Linked DNA regions of Mus musculus: region 1 is linked to region 2. A link is a contact called in public Hi-C data. All regions are on one chromosome and are shown on one strand. The core of a region is the stretch at or near the end of the contact, and the rest is flanking DNA. Distances in the headings are between cores, read along the strand shown. Region 1 overlaps Kifap3 (kinesin-associated protein 3). Region 2 holds the start of Kifap3 (kinesin-associated protein 3).

What was found. A called contact is a pair of places that touch in the nucleus more often than the background predicts.
Region 1: a contact with region 2 is called in a Hi-C map of the HPC-7 cell line, with 2.0 times the contacts expected there. The contact joins the enhancer-like site here to the promoter of Kifap3 in region 2. A contact is called at or near these places in 2 of 39 promoter capture datasets (liver and macrophages), 1 of 15 datasets of contacts at CTCF or cohesin (the NIH/3T3 cell line) and 1 of 484 Hi-C or Micro-C datasets (the HPC-7 cell line).

Annotation. Positions count from the first base shown.
Region 1 is chr1:163,833,154-163,836,823 of GRCm38.p6, reverse strand. All of the region lies in intron 10 of Kifap3 (kinesin-associated protein 3), which reads right to left. Among named protein-coding and RNA genes, the nearest start is that of Kifap3, 55 kb to the right of the region's middle. Within about 2 kb of position 1,558, at least 8 of the 459 cell types and tissues checked have an H3K27ac peak or open chromatin away from gene starts, as enhancers often do. A contact at or near this core is called in the HPC-7 cell line, where this site is marked.
Region 2 is chr1:163,777,322-163,781,297 of GRCm38.p6, reverse strand. It overlaps Kifap3 (kinesin-associated protein 3), which reads right to left and starts at 1,715. Exons shown (of 20, transcript NM_001305643.1): 1 at 1,396-1,715. The coding sequence starts at 1,427. It overlaps Gm51663 (predicted gene, 51663), which reads left to right and starts at 1,758. Exons shown (of 2, transcript NR_165475.1): 1 at 1,758-1,925.

The DNA.
Region 1 (3,670 bases), core at 309-2,808, 56 kb before region 2:
ATATTCATGTGAGCACTGTGTTGCAACAATATTAAATACATACTACTCTGAGTCAAAGTCCTAACCTTTTCAAAGGCACAGCTTTGGTAGCAGTTTCTTACTATACTTTTTACATAAGCTTGATGGCCAAACATCAGACATGTTAACAGATCACTGGAAGACTCCACTGGGAAGGTCAGCTTCTTACGCTAGGAACTGAAGACTCAATTATCTATACACATAACAACACAATAACAACTGCAATACCAGAAACTCAAGAATACCCGAAATGCAGTTTCTGTGAGCAAAGCAAAGCAGGACAGTCAAGGAAAACAGGTTTGCTCATTCAGGGTTGCAAGTCCCCTGCGGGAGGCTGAAGACCACCATTACCAGGATGAAAACCTTGGGGAATTTATTTGGAATTCAATTTTAAAAAATATCCAATTCAAATAAGCTCAGTTGTCAGTTTGCAAAATCTCAGGAGATGGAGCTAACACATCATCATAGGGGAGGGCACTCACTGCTCTCCATACGCTGCTGGTACAAAGGAAATGGCTTAGCAGGGGAAGGAAACAACATTCAAGAAAAATACACTGTGCCTTGAAGCCATTCAGAAAGTGTACATTCTTGAGCATACTAATAATATCTATAGCTTTAAACTATGAATTATCTTCAGATTTGTAAACTTGAATGAAAGACAATGATAGGTATTCACACACAGCAGAGCCCGCACGGAGAACCACAGACCACTCAGACCACAAGGTAACTAAAAGCCAGATAAAAAGCCTGGAATTTAGTTACTGTCCTAAAAACATGGGATTAAAATCCCAGTTCCTCTAGGAACAAGATTATCAACCAGTAGCCACCTTTATGGTTAAGAACCTCCCAAACACCCCTGAGGAGCTGGGAGCCAACAGACTACCATCCAAATGAGGACCATTTTCTATGCTAGTGAGAAATCCCACCTTCAGCTGCTGGCCGCAGGCGCAGAAGAAACCATCCTGTGGGAACTATGCTACTCCCATTGAAACTTGTCTGCATGACCTCACAGGACCAGAAATGAGACAATGACCAGCAAAACGACACCCTGTCTGAGACTGCTCACTTACGTATACCTCTTCCCATCCCCTAATTCTTTCTTCCTGAATATGTACTTGGGGCCACGGAACCCTTTTATATATGTCCTTTACGACGTGCTCCACCGATTACATCTCCTCTTGTGGCTTTTCACCATTTACCTCTCTTTAAGTCAGTTAACGTTACATCCTGAAGTCAGGGCTCTTGCCTAAAGCTCCAGTAACAGTCTTAAGTACAGTCACCTTAGTTTATGCTTTAATCATATCACTACTTTAACTTACATAAAAAATTTAGAAAATATATCTGTAATTGATTCTAAGAGACTTCTTGCAAACTGAAAATCTATATCCCCACAAAAATCAGATATTGAAACCTAATCTTCCGTGTGAAGATGTGTCAGCTTGGAGCTTTTGGGAGGTGAATATATCATTAGGAGAGTGCCATGTCTGTTATGAAAGATAACACGATTATAGAGCAAAATGTGGGTAAAGTCTCCAGTAGCAGGCTTCCCACTTACACTCTCTGGTCAGGCACATACTCATGTGAGAACCCACTTCCCAGAGTGAAGGAAACCAGATAAGAGATCACAGCACTTGGTTTCAGGGTAATAATTACAGATACACTGAGGAAAGCAAGAAGGAAGGTGCCTGGGTCTCAGTTTCTCTAAACACAAGCAACAAGCATCCAAAGAAACATCTACTTGGGTGAGAAAGGGAATTCACTCCATAATGCAAGAACCTATACCTTGTGAACCCATAGTCAAACAGTACTGAACAGAGAGCTCCAGGGCAGGTATCACCAGGACAGCGGACTTGCCCTCTGGACTACGTATGGCCGGACAGTCAAGTGATACCTCCTCAGTTAACAGGACATGGAGAAAGACTCTGCTTTCTAGATGGCAGAAGAGTAAATTAAGCACAGATCAGTGATAATGAAATTCAGCAGCAGTGGATCCAGGCTAGTATCTATAGACAGACCCTCTAGACCGGCCTGTTGGTATACTGATACCTAAGACAGAACTGTATCCTTGCTAACATGACCTGCAGCTGGCTGCAGGAGTCTTAGGTGGGTCTCGGTCACATTATGGACTCAACAAGATCTAGGCTCTAGGTGCAATATGGCATTATGCTGTGGGTGTTCAGGACACTGCCAGCCCTATACGCGCTCTAGACCCAGGCAGCATAAATAAGAGAACCAAGTCTACTTGGGAGAAGAAATGAGCAGGTACCAAACTGTTACTTCAGAATTTGATCCTCCCATGGTGAGGTAAGTACCAAGTAAAATCCTATGAGCCTGAACACAGGAAATTAATAAAGATGAACACTGTCTCTTGGCTCCAATAAAGGCTTGAAGTGGCAAACTATTCTTTTTAGGTATTCATAAACTCCATCTTAAACAATATATCAAGTTTGCATTTAGGCCAAGTTGGCTTTGGGCTTCTACAGCAGAAGCATTGAAGATAAGTAAATCAGGTAGGGATACATTGCAAACTCATACTTAGGGTACCATCTAGTGGTGATACAGCAATAGTGACCACAGGCTCACAAGAAAATAAGAATCCTGATTTAGAAATCCTGGAAGAAATGGACAAATGACAAGAGAATGGATTTCATCTAATTGCTAAAAGCATAGGTGTCCATTCGATTCCAATAAACATCAGTAAATTTTATAGACCTGCTATCTCACCACAAGCACAAAACAGGGCCAGAAACTGAGCAATGTTTATGAACTCATGGACAACTTAAAATTGTTACTCTGAGAACTCAAATTCAGGTGAACACACAGGAAGAAGTCAATAAGCTCTTACTTATCAGGCAAAGAAGAAAGAAGGAAACCAAACAAACCCCTGTGCTGGGAAGCATGCTAAATGACAGGAAAATGTGACAGAGGGCGACAGCAAAACACATCAGGGTTCAAAGGCAGGCCACTTGAAAACAGAGCCACAGGAGCCACGAAAGGATTGAGAAGAGGAACTGACTGAGCAACTGTTGGAGTTATTAGACCTGAACAGACTGGAGAAGCCAAAGCAGTAGAAAGTTTATTCAAAGATGGTAACAGAAAACCTCTAAATGTAGAAATAAATTAAACAGCTACATATACAAAGGCCAAAGATTACAAGTGAAAATTCACAAATTCATAAGGTTATAACATAAAACATGTATGCAAGCTTCAAAAGTTAAAGACAGGATTCTTAAGAAGCAAGATTTAAAAAAAAAAAACAAAAACAACTAATTTTCAAAGGTATCCCAGTGATCTGACAGTGGGCACACAACAAGGCCCTCAGAGACAAAGCGAGGGTGGGCCGTGTGATGCTCTTAAGGTACTGGAGGAAAGAAAACCTGACAAAAATAACATCTCTGAGAGCATGCTAGGAGCTAGGAAATAGTTAAAAGGGGTAAAATGGAATATCAAAAAATTCAAAATGCAGGGAGAGTTGGAATATAAGCACACTATTTTATTTGAAGGCAAGAAAGGAACTACAAAGGAAAGAGCCAAAATCCTTTAACAAGTCATATAATGGCTCCAGGTCATCCTGACACGAATAATGACATTAAATTCAAACCAAGTAAACTCTCCAAGTAAAAGACAGAGTGACAATGAAATTTATTACTTT
Region 2 (3,976 bases), core at 466-2,965:
CAATGACTCTAAATAAAACCACATCTGACACACCCATAGTATATGAAAATCAGCAAATGCTACAATGGCAGCATGTTCTTTAAAACAACCTTCGGTTTAAAGTTGAAATTAGAAAGTGTACTGTATTTGACAGATAAAGAGTGTGTGTACAGGAGTATGGGAATGGGCACATGTGTATATGGTAACAAAATGACGTTAGAATGAGTACTCTGACCATGTATTTGTTTTTATTACATATTCCTTTTTACAAATCTCTACTGAAAGTCTTCTCATTTGCCTTTTCGTTAAAGATATAAAATGAAAAAGACAAAGCACTGTGTTCCCTTGTCTTGTACAAGCAGTATAGTTGATTTATCTTACAACTATTTGACTATGTTCAAGAATCCACTACCACTTGCAAGATTATTTCTAATTTCTTGCAAGATATGGCTAGAACCCTATCAAGTAAGGGAAAATACACTTAACAAATTTTATTAGGACTTAATGTCACCACCTAACATGCATGGTTTTTCTCTCAAAAGTATTTTCATACTTTGTCCTTATGTCCTTCAGAAAGTATTATCTCTCATTTTCAAATGAAGTAATTATGTCCAAAAAACCAAATCTATGTGCTCTTTGCAGTGGATTAGCAACAGAGCTTTAACGAAAAATAGAGACTCTACATTAGCATTTTAAAAGATTTATTCACTGCTCCCTCACAGTTGGTTCAGTGAGAGGTATATTTTTCTAACCATGGGTGGTCTTATTTTTCTACAGACATTAAGGAATCTCACAAAATTTCCTTTTTCTTGGTGTAGCTGATATCATACATATGTAAAAAAAAAAAATAGTAGGCTTTCGCATGCCAAGGTCTTAATAATAATGAACTTCCTACAGAAATTATACAGTGTATGTGACCGTCAAGTGAGTAAAGTGGACCAAGACCAGCTGACTGAACATCTCAATCCAGTCTTGCATAAAGCAAAAACCACCACGTCCGTCTTTATTCCACACACCCCACCATGATTTATGAATCTCAAACTGAACACAAATTGGTGATGTGACAGAATTCATTTCCAAGCTTCCATGGGATTTATCTATTGAGGAATCCAGGAGAGTGGGGCAGAACAAAAAACAAAACCTAGGAAATATGGGATTTATCTCGCCTAACCTGCCTCTTAATGAGGTTATAGATTAATGTAGCAAGGACATCATCAGATGCTGTCAGGACACCTCCAAGCCAAAGAGGACCTCGCGCCCCCGCAGGGCCCATCCTTTATTCCACCCCATCATTTTCTCCTCTTTCTTTCCTTCCCTGCGTCCCACCCCTTCTCGTGTCTAGCTCTGCCCCTGGACATCCCATGGTCAGCCGGGAAACACCTAAGGACCTGCTCAGGGCGGAGCCCGGGTCATCACCTTTTGAGGTATCTGGCGTCCTCGCCTTGCATGGCGGCGGCGGCGGCGGCAGCGGCGTGGGGAGAATGGGAGTGTCTGAGAATCTGGGAGGGCTACTTCCGGAGACCCGGCCAAAGTACCCTCAAAGCAGAGCGGTGACAGTCCCAAGGCCTGCAAGGCGGGGCGGCGGTGGCGGTGGCGGTGGCGGCGGCGGCGGCGCAGCGGTTACCACGGTGAACCCGCCGGCTCCTCCCACTGCTCCTGGGCCCCAAAACACTGGAGCAGCCCAGACCCGCCCAGAGCCGTCAGGGCCGAACTCTCCGCAAGGCGCATGCGCTCACGCGACAGCTACAGTCTGCGCAGGCTCAGGGTGAGGCTCCTGCGACAAATCTGACGCTCCCAGGAACAGCGCAGGAAGGGTTTGGTACTGATCTGGGAGCCTGTGATTTAGAGGCATATTCCTGGTCACTGCCCCCTGGAGGATGGGAAAGGAAGAAGCATTGCAAGCTGCAAAATTGGAACGTAAAGTCCTTAGCGTGAAAGGAGACAAGGTAACCAGTGAACCTTCTAGCTAACTAATGATGGTGATCAGACTAGCCTTTGACAACAACTTCTTTGGTGGAGCTTCTATTTTGGAACATGTAAAAGGTTCTGCATTGATTGCACTGAATTCTAGCTGGTGGAAATAGTCTGTGATGTGGATTGGATCAACTTTGAAAGTGGCATTTAAAATCCCAAAGTAGAAAACACTCCCTTCCATTATAACAAGCCAACTTCTGAACTTCCAAATCGTCCACTGATTAACTTTAACTCAAGATTCTTGAGAAATTGTTTCTTCTAAGGCAAATAATTGCTGACAATTTGGAGAGAGAAAAGAGCCGCTTTTTAGCCAAAGCAAGCTGTCTGCTCTGCTTTGAGATCCTTTAACCTGTCCATCACCGTCTTCTGGTATCACATTGTTAGCCATTCCTTCAAAAGAGTTAATAGTGATAGATTTTTATGCATAAAATGTCATGCAGAGAGACATTAAAGAGATGTTTTATGCCCCTACCAACTCACACCAATTAAATTTATTTCTGATAAAGTTGTAACTATTCTTTCAATTTATCAATAAGGAATTCCAGGCAAACTACATTCTCCATATTTATCAAAGTCTTCTTAACAAACTGTCACAAAGTTCTGTCTTATCGTTAAGGTAGTCATTATCTGCAGCTTTTTCTCTCCATCCACACTCTGATGATTAGTCTAATCGGTTCACACATGGGATTCTTCCTAACTGGACTTTCTATTTCAAATATTGATTATTCAAACCAAGGCAAAAAATGCACAAATTATCGTTCACAACATCTTTAACAATAAAAGCAAGGCACACTACTTTAAAGCAGTGGTTCTCAACTTGTGAGTCATGACCTCTCTGTGGGTGGAAGGACCCTTTCACGAAGGTCTCTAAAGTCATTGGAAAACACGAATATTTACATCAAGAGTCATAACAGTAACAAAAGTACAGTAGTTACGAAGTGGCAACCAAAATCATTTTATGGTTGGGGGTCACCACAACGTGAGAAACTTATTAAAGGGTCATAGTGTTAGGAAGGTTGAGAACCACTGCTTTAAAACTTCTGTAAAGGCTGGCAACGAAGCCTGCCTCCACCTCTGAGAATGTGAGTTCTATCTCTGGGACCCACACCATGGGAGGAGAGGAAGCTACATCTGCAAGTTGTCCTCTGACTTACACATGTGTCTGGTGACACACCACACACACGCACACACACACACACACACACACACACACACACACACACACACACACACGCACAGCAAAATAACTAAAAATATCTTTTTAATATAAAGCCTTCATATACCTAAACTTAAAAGATCAAAATATAGTTTACATTCAAATGAACATATTAAAGATTCTTGCAGAGGCTGAGTATGACTTGGAGGCCAACCTAGTCTATGTAGCCAGTTCCAGGTCAGTCAAGGATAAAAAGCAGAACCTGTTTTTTTTTTTTCCATTTTCATTAGGTATTTAGCTCATTTACATTTCCAAAGCTATACCAAAAGTCCCCCATACCCACCCACCCCCACTCCCGTACCCACCCACTACCCCTAGTTGGCCCTGGCGTTCCCCTGTACTGGGGCATATAAAGTTTGCGTGTCCAATGGGCCTCTCTTTCCAGTGATGGCCGACTAGGCCATCTTTTGATACATATGCAACTAGAGTCAAGAGCTCCGGGTTACTGGTTAGTTCATAATGTTGTTCCACCTATCGGGTTGCAGATCCCTTTAGCTCCTTGGGTACTTTCTCTAGCTCCTCCATTGGGAGCCCTGTGATCCATCCATTAGCTGACTGTGAGAATCCACTTCTGTGTTTGCTAGGCCCCGGCATAGTCTCACAAGAGACAGCTACATCTGGGTCCTTTCGATAAAATCTTGCTAGTATATGCAATGGTGTCAGCGTTTGGATGCTGATTATGGGGTGGATCCCTGGATATGGCAGTCTCTACGTGGTCCATCCTTTCATCTCAGCTCCAAACTTTGTCTTTGTAACTCCTTCCATGGGTGTTTTCTTCCCAATTCTAAGGAGGGGCATAATGTCCAC